Regions from separate parts of the Hermetia illucens genome. Here regions 2 and 3 are each linked to region 1. Evidence: chromatin contacts called from public Hi-C data. All regions are on one chromosome and are shown on one strand. The core of a region is the stretch at or near the end of the contact, and the rest is flanking DNA. Distances in the headings are between cores, read along the strand shown.

The links. Hi-C and Micro-C count contacts between places; a contact is called where the count stands out from the background.
Region 2: a Hi-C map of an unstated tissue shows a contact between it and region 1, with 5 times the contacts expected there. The contact joins the promoter of LOC119661050 here to the promoter of LOC119660761 in region 1. A contact is called at or near these places in 2 of 2 Hi-C or Micro-C datasets (an unstated tissue and whole body).
Region 3: a Hi-C map of an unstated tissue shows a contact between it and region 1, with 3 times the contacts expected there. The contact joins the promoter of LOC119660754 here to the promoter of LOC119660761 in region 1. A contact is called at or near these places in 2 of 2 Hi-C or Micro-C datasets (an unstated tissue and whole body).

The regions. Positions count from the first base shown.
Region 1 is chr7:13,825,807-13,828,542 of iHerIll2.2.curated.20191125, forward strand. LOC119660761 (prenylated Rab acceptor protein 1) reads left to right here and starts at 1,344. Exons shown (of 4, transcript XM_038069527.1): 1 at 1,344-1,584; 2 at 1,845-2,057; 3 at 2,134-2,327; 4 at 2,393-2,634. The coding sequence starts at 1,484. The coding sequence ends at 2,490. It overlaps LOC119660738 (zinc finger FYVE domain-containing protein 9), which reads right to left and starts at 1,228. Exons shown (of 9, transcript XM_038069438.1): 1 at 1-1,228. The coding sequence starts at 357.
Region 2 is chr7:14,045,711-14,048,446 of iHerIll2.2.curated.20191125, forward strand. LOC119661050 (MOB kinase activator-like 3) reads left to right here and starts at 1,363. Exons shown (of 6, transcript XM_038070253.1): 1 at 1,363-1,777; 2 at 1,833-1,983; 3 at 2,053-2,176; 4 at 2,231-2,334; 5 at 2,390-2,505; 6 at 2,564-2,736. The coding sequence starts at 1,736. The coding sequence ends at 2,686. LOC119661041 (isoleucine--tRNA ligase, cytoplasmic) reads left to right here. Exons shown (of 3, transcript XM_038070232.1): 3 at 1-504. The coding sequence ends at 358.
Region 3 is chr7:13,976,218-13,978,953 of iHerIll2.2.curated.20191125, forward strand. It overlaps LOC119660754 (small glutamine-rich tetratricopeptide repeat-containing protein beta), which reads right to left and starts at 1,415. Exons shown (of 4, transcript XM_038069516.1): 1 at 690-1,415; 2 at 477-626; 3 at 1-105. The coding sequence starts at 1,048. LOC119660746 (mesoderm induction early response protein 1) reads left to right here and starts at 1,844. Exons shown (of 5, transcript XM_038069474.1): 1 at 1,844-2,241; 2 at 2,612-2,736. The coding sequence starts at 2,623.

The DNA.
Region 1 (2,736 bases), core at 94-2,593:
TGGAATCTGTGTAGTTTCTTGATGAGAATCACCTAGTTCTTGCTCCTGTTTACGTGGTGTTCCGGCGCGGATGATATGTTCAATATCAACGTTTACATATTCATGAAGGCAACTGAAAACATTGGTTATATTTACAAAACTTTTTGACTTGGTGGGTTTCTCGTTGTTGTTATTGGCCTCTATTGTGGAAACCACTGGAAAAGGTTCGAATGCCTGTTGAACTTGCGGCTGTGGTTGTTCAGTTTCTTCAGGGCAAACTTTAGTTTTGACGGAATGTCTAGCCGGAGTTTTGAACTTCGTCTCGTCCTCATTCAGTTCCAAATCATCTAGGACTTTATCGATATCAACCAAATCCATTTTGAAATTCTCGTGATACCTCACGAGCTATCGAGATTATATGCTTTCATTCAAATTTATTTTCCTCACTCCAGCATTGCATTACCTAAGCCTTAAGAAAAGACCCAGCTTTCACCCTTAGAACAGCAAGAATGATTCAGATTCAGCAGAATAGATAAAACGAATAGAATGACGACAATTATGCTACGTAATGCTTAGGGAGAAATATTACAACAGTGGTGAAGGCTAAACAACGTCTCAAAAATATCCTTTCCTCACGGACTGGGAGAATAGTTATATTTTCACTGTGACATTTGTGCAGTCCACTTTCACGTATGTTAAAAATCTTCAACTATGTCAACAGAACTTTCACAACACACCAAGCTAGACCGATTAGCGACAAGTTTCACTTATTTTCAAAATCGAGAAGTGGAACCTTCAAATAGGTTCGTCATGTAAAGGTTATTCCTATTGCAACTTGAATTTTGTTTTCATCGTAAATCCCTTCCTAGGATGACAGCCAAATCATGGGTTCGCAGTTCGTTGCAAGTGCAATTGCTTGTATGGAGGAGAAACAAGAAAGTGTTACCAACACTGCTATTTTGGTTAATAATATATATTGTTAGCCCGTATATAACCGAAAATAGATCCATTAGATCAATGCATATTCATATCAATTTATATCTAATCTTCTCTTTAAATCAGGGTATAAATCTCGGGCGAGTGGCAATGCTGACCCCATTGCCTCCTACAGGGTACTGCTACCCTATACTGTACCGTTACGATCTTGAATGACGTGCTCTAACACACTTCAAGGCTCTGATCCAATTGGATTGTTGCGCCAACGATTATTATTATTATTATTTCCAGCAACAGCTTCATCGATTGAAAACGACCAAACTCTCCAATGTATCTACTTAAATACAGTAGCAATAGATCTGAATACACCGGTAACCCATAGATTCCAACACAAACATGAACAAACCTTCCGTCATTACTAAACAAGAGAATGCGTAGCTTTGTTTTGTTTGACGTAGCACTGACATGTCGACTCTGAGCTATTTGAAGGCTAGTAGATCTAGAACCGACTAGGGGGCCGATTCTGCCGGCGTTTTCAAATTATTTATATTTTCAAAGTTTTCATAAAATGGATGATGTTAGCGTAGATATTAGTGGAAATATGAATGTCCCTGGACCAACAGTTAAGGATGCCATTGGCAGCGCCACAGAGCCGAATTCAAAAATAAGGTGAATATATAATCATTGTGTCTTGATATCAAGTTTGTTATCACACGTATCCGGAAATCATTTGAATTACCTGCGGAACTCATCTCAACCATTCCGGCTTCTATTTGTTTGAAATATGAAAAACTGGTGGCGAAAATCACTAGTAGTGAAGACAGGATAACGACTGATTTCTGGAGCATGTCCTGCTAAATATCAAAACATCGGAAACTCAAAATAATATAGTTCATAGCATAGTATCACTCCTTTATTTTGTATTCTAGTTTCTCGAATATAACAACGAAACTGCCAACATCCATTGGACAGATACTTAAACAAGTGCGGAAGGACCTGCGACCTGTTTCCGAATTTTTTAATGTCAACAACTTCAAGAAGCCGACAAGTATTCAACGACTTATGAATCGATTAACACGGAATCTCAGTTATTTTCAAAGTAATTACATATGCGTGTTCCTAATTTTAATGGCATACTGTCTGTAAGTAAACTGCTTTTTTGACTTCCTTGCATTTTGGAAAGATTCAAAAATCCCATCCCCTGGTCACTATTTTTAGAATAACGTCGCCATTGATATTATTTGTTTTGGCCGGAGTACTTTTTGCTTGCTACCAAGTTCGACTGGCTAATACACAGTTCACAATTTTTGGGAAAACGTTAAACACATCACAACAGTGTCTGATCATTAACTGTATGGCAGCGCCTATCCTATATTTAGTAGGAGCTGGAGCGGCTCTCTTTTGGACATTGGGTATGTAAATGTCATGCTTTTGCAACGAATTCCTCTCGTCTTATTACCTTTATTTCTTCCAACAGGTGCCTCACTTTTTCTTATAATGCTGCATGCATCGTCTTATAATATTGATGCAATCGTTACAGAGGATATGGAAGGATTTTTAACCGAGGTTGTATGATGAATGCAACGATAGAGTGACCATCACTGCGCCAAAATATTCACTATCTTATTTTTCGGCTAAAAGCTGAGATCTACAAATATTATTTTCAGAATGTTTTACTATGTACTGTTATGTATAATAAAAACAACAAATTTGAAGCTACTCCAGATCATTTTCAACTATCTCTAAAATCTTTCATGATCATCAACGGCGCAACAACCGGTATCCGATCTAGGCCTACCTTAGTAAGGAAATCCAGACACT
Region 2 (2,736 bases), core at 113-2,612, 220 kb after region 1:
GGAGGAGTTCAAATCTGAGATTCGCAGATTATTTGGACTTTACGGTATCGAGTTTACACTGGAATGCAACAAGAAGATCATCACGAATTTGCCAGATGTCCAGTCCAAAGTTGTCCTTGTGCGCAAAACTTCTGGAATTACGAAAAGCGAACCACGTGTCGAAAATGTTAACGCTGCTCACGCTGTGCCAGTTTGTAAATTTAATAATTATGAATTCGACGGGAAGAAATTTACTATATTGTTGGAGAATCCAAAAGGATCACCATTGGATCATGATGAGAAATATCTTAATTGTCTCCTTAATAAAGTGTTCCAACGCTGCGACGGGGTGGGAGATCAAAGATTGTTGAAGAAGTAGGAGCATTTTTTTTTCATTAATAAATTTTTTTTGCATATTTTGTTAATTTATTGAAATCTGTAAGATATGAATACTGAGTTTGATAAGGATTTGTTCAGTTTGTTCAACTTTGATATTGAAATAAAAAAATAAAGATCAAAAATGGAGCCTTCCGGGTTATTTTTCTGCCAATATCTATGATCGTGAATTAAAGGTTAAAAGTGGCATTGTCCATAACTGGTACTTGTGAGGTAGGCTACGGTGCCCAGTGATTCTTTGAAGTTCTCAATGGAGAGGATCCTTTTCGCAATTTCTTTTGCTGCGAGGAGTTCTGCCGTGTACTTAGCTAGAACGTAGAGAGTGTGGGTGTGGGTTGTGCAAGTAACCCCAAGGGCTTTCTTTACAAATTTATTGTTGGAAGCAACTAGTTTGCTGTGTATGGATCTTAGCATGTTGGTTGCAGATGAGATTTCGTAATCTATCTGAGGAAGTTCGTGATCCAGTTTGAGTACTGAGCGTCGACTCTAGTTTGGTCTGAGCTGCGAGGATGTTTAGGTCAACTAATTCAAAGGCATTTTCTAGACCTATAACGGCAGCCGTGGGTGTTTGCAGGCCTTTTTTTACAGCAATTTCTTTCAGTCATTGAAACAATGTGATGTGGACTTGCCTCTCTGTGAAGCGTAGGAGATCTTGGTCTTAACTATTGTGTTGACAATTTTGAAAGGAACGTTTAATAGGGAGACTGGGCGAAATTTTATCGTTTTTCTCAATCTTTTGTATTGAGATTGTGATGCTTTGAAAATAGTCCTTCTTTATATCTATACAAGGGTCTATTTTGTTGAGAATTGTTAGTGGACCGTTGCTTTATATCAGGCGATAGTTCGCTTGTGCCTGCGGGAAAGGTTATTGTTTTTCCCCTGCCAGAGGGCTCGCTTCTTCTATTTTGATTGCCGTTTACGTAAAGCAGAGAACACTTTCGCTTCTGTGAGTCACACAGCTGTTCCCAAGGAACTCCGCCAGTCGGCTCTCTCATCGAATGTCAGTATGACAGACGGTGATTTGTTAACACAAGTTTTCCAAAGGGTTTGTGACATTGATTGCTCCAATGGCGATATATTCCATACGCAGCAAACAGTCGCAAAGTCGGAGGAGTGTTTGGTGAATTTTGCCTAAATTTTTACAATAGTTCAAGAAAAGGCGACTTCAATTGGCAAAATGACGACCAATCGGCTGACATAGTGCATTTGAAAAACGAAGAGTAATGAAAGTTCAGCATTTAATATTGTCGGGCAGTGGATTAAACTGTATAAACCAAGAAAGCTGTACACACCAAATAGGATTATTGACCAGGCGTACTATATGCTCCTTCTGCTATAGGTCTCAAGCCACACTTGAAAAATGGCTCTGAATGGATTTCTGGAGTTTTTCCAGAAAGGCAAGGTAAACAAACATACCTTTAATCTCTGAATATTCTTGGCTCTATCGTCAATTCTAGACATTTCGACCAAAGAAACGATTCACTGCCGGAACTATTCGATATTCCTTGCATAAGCAGGCTCAGGCCAGCTTGGAATCAGGTATCAATCTACGGCAGGTGGTAAAACTTCCGCCCGGTGAGAATATGAATGATTGGATGGCAGTGCATGGTTAGTTTTGTTATTCAAGTGGCTGTAAATTGATGTACTGATATCCGTTTTTATATCTGATTACACCAGTTGTAGACTTTTTCAATCGGATCAATCTTATTTATGGGACGGTATCTGAATATTGTAACGAAACTGTTTGTCCGACTATGTCAGGTGGATCGAGATATGAATACCTTTGGGCGGACGGTGAAACGTATGAGAGCTATTGAGTACTTTTGGTCTGTGAGAGCTAATAGTATTTTTACAGATTCAAAAAGCCAACCCCCCTCCCAGCGCCCAGATACATAGAGCTATTAATGGATTGGATTGAATCTCAGATAAATAATGAGGCTGTGTTTCCCGTATCAACAGGTACAGCAAAATTTGCCTCCTATTCCTTCCTCTGTTAATACTGTAAAATTTTCAGACGTCCCCTTTCCCAAGAGTTTCTTACCGTTGTGCCGTAAGATTCTCACTAGGCTTTTTCGAGTATTTGTCCATGTCTACATCCATCATTTCGATCGAATTGTCAATATAGGAGCGGTGAGTATTAGGCACACTTGATGTCATAGTTAATAATTTGATCTATTTTCTACACTAGGAAGCCCACGTGAATACATGCTACAAACATTTCTACTATTTTGTCCAAGAATTCGATCTGATTTCACCGAAGGAGCTTGAACCTTTGGCAGAAATGTCATCTCGCGTTTGCACAGCAACATAACTGTGGAAGTTTGGAAGAAAGCATTTCTTATCAGGAACCAGACTTAAACA
Region 3 (2,736 bases), core at 165-2,664, 150 kb after region 1:
ATGTGCAGATTGTTTTTGTAGTCGTCATTATTTGGTTCCAATTCAATGGCTTTACGATACGCATCGCATGCTTCCTCATATTTACGAAGGTTTGAATAAGCAATTCTAGAATGACATGGAAAAAATTCAAAAGGGGTTTGAAGAAGCAAGAATGAAGCAGATCGGCATGTTAGTAAACATGCGCAGACCATTTTGAAAATGTTCGTGTTTTAGGAGAGGACACGGTTTTACAAGCGTGAAAATAGGATTTGTCTGATTTGTGGCCAAGACCCTATCTTTTAGGTAATACAGTGGAACCTGGATAATTCGAACTCGTGGACAATTCGAGCCTTTCTCTTGGTCCCTTGAATTTTCTACTCCCATTTTGAATAATTCACAGTTTTTTGTTGGTCCCTTCGATTTCGAGTTAGTCAGGTTCGACTGTAGAAGCTGCAGTCGATTATCTGAAACAGGCCAGGAAATAGTATAGTGATTACCCCATCCTTCCGTAAGCTTTTCCGTATTGAGGATTGTACACTAAAGCTAGTTTACAATCAGAAATTGCTTTTTCATATTCGCTGAGACGTATGTAAGCCGCTGCACGATTACAATAGAACGTAGCATTCGTGGCATCTAAGTTAATTGCCCTAGAAAGTGTAGAAAATTGTATTATCAGTAAAAACGTCCGCACCGACTCTGGATACACATACTTATTGTACGCCAGTAAAGCTTCATTGAATTTACTCTCCTTCATGAGACGATTTCCTTCATTTTTAATTTCTTCAGCGCGTTCCTTACGATCTGGCAAAACGTCAACACATGTTGACTGAAACATATCGAATAAATCAACATCAGGATATTTTCTTATTTTTCCAGCACCATCAGTTGCACCTTGCCCCGATTCATCTGTACCCTCAGCATCACTTGTAATATCGTAAGCAGCCTCTAGGCATTGTGTGGCTACCTCTATACTTTCCACGACATCTGAACCGAAATCGCGTTCATTCACTTGCTTCTTTAGCCACGCCAGAAAACACTTGACAAAATGCCTACAGTCCTCAGCAGACATTTTGTTGATACCTCTTTGGCCAGTTCGCAATCTTCACTTATTAGGAAGGATGCACACGACCACGAGGATATAATCGAATTTTAGTACGGAAACTCTTATCTTTTTCCCAGATAGAAATCGCTTAGATCTTCAACTTTTGGTTAGATTTAATTTTATTAGGAAAAAGATTAATATCCCATTTATAGATATTGGCCCGGGGGTGAATAAACCGCTTTGGAGAGAACTGTCCACGAATGTTATATAGATTAATTCTTCAAAAAAATCTAAACGGAAACGACCACCAAATGTCACAAGGATTGATAAACATAGGATACCTTGTCGGAAAGGCGCACCTCCGCTGCAATCTGACAACTAATAGTATGATGTTCCCATTAATAACAGTGTATTCCTCTTTTATGGCGCTAGTATCGCTTAAGAGATAAAGTGAATACGTTCAATTGTTGAACTTAGACGCATAATGACATCTGACTCCATGAAACAACAGACAATGCAAGACTCCATAAAACAACAAACGATGCAGCTAAGTGGAATCTCATGGTGTTTGTGCTTGTAGCACTGATGAAGGGAACAAGTGTTTCTCGAAATATCGATATATGCAACCAAATGGGGAAACCCATCACGACGAGCTAACCCCGCTTGTGAACGAGACAAAGGCTGAAGAAAAACAAGAATAATTAAAAATAATTGTTGGCGCAACAATCCATTTAGATTAGGGCCTTGAAGTGTGTTAGAGCAATTCATTCAAGACCGTAACAGTATCCTATAGGAGGCAATTTGGTCAGCATTTCGCTCGCCCGGGATTAGTATCCTGATTAGACTCAGATACCCATTCTTAATTATTTCAAATGATAAATGCAGGTTTCTATGGTCCGGCTTCCAGATATCAGTAAGAATATTTATGCTAATTGTCGTTCATTACCATCTGAAATTGGTTGGATCAAATTTAATCGTTAGATTTCTACAAAACACAAGATAACGGAACTTTCAATAGATGGCGCTTCTATATTATATATATATATATGCGTGAATAAAAGAGAATAACATAATTCCCGAACTCTAGCGTCGATATTCCGTGTATCTGTCAAGGTAGACATCAAAGTAATAGTAATAAACTTTATTGATGGTGTAATCTATTTGTGTGTTTTCTTTGAAATTTCACGTTATAAGATAGAATTAGTGAGATCTAAATGGATGTGAGTTTCATGGTTATTATCTAATATCAGAGGCAGACATATATTTGCGCATCAAACCTTGCTTGGCTATGACAAAGTGAAGCAAAACCGCTCGGAAATCAGTCGAGGCAATCAAAATATTTAGTAAAAATCTAATAATCGTGTGAGCTACATTAGAGCTTTATTCCGGCGTATTTGACTTCACTTGTCTTACTGCAACAACTAAGGCAGAAATAGTTGAGTCTGGACTTCGCAATCAAACAAACGAGCCTCCTACAAAACAAAAACACAGTCTGGCTTAAAACATTAGCTTCCAATAGCACTACCAAAATTGCGAAGAAGGGAAATAAAAGTGTCAGCGCACGACGAGTGCATGCTTCCTCTATTTCAGCCAATCCTACAATGACTGCAAGCAAGTATGATATAGTAAGCGATGGAGGTGGCGGAGGAAATGGAAATTCAACAATAGCAGGATCAACAAGCGGAGAAGTTTCAATGGTCACTTCAACAACAAGC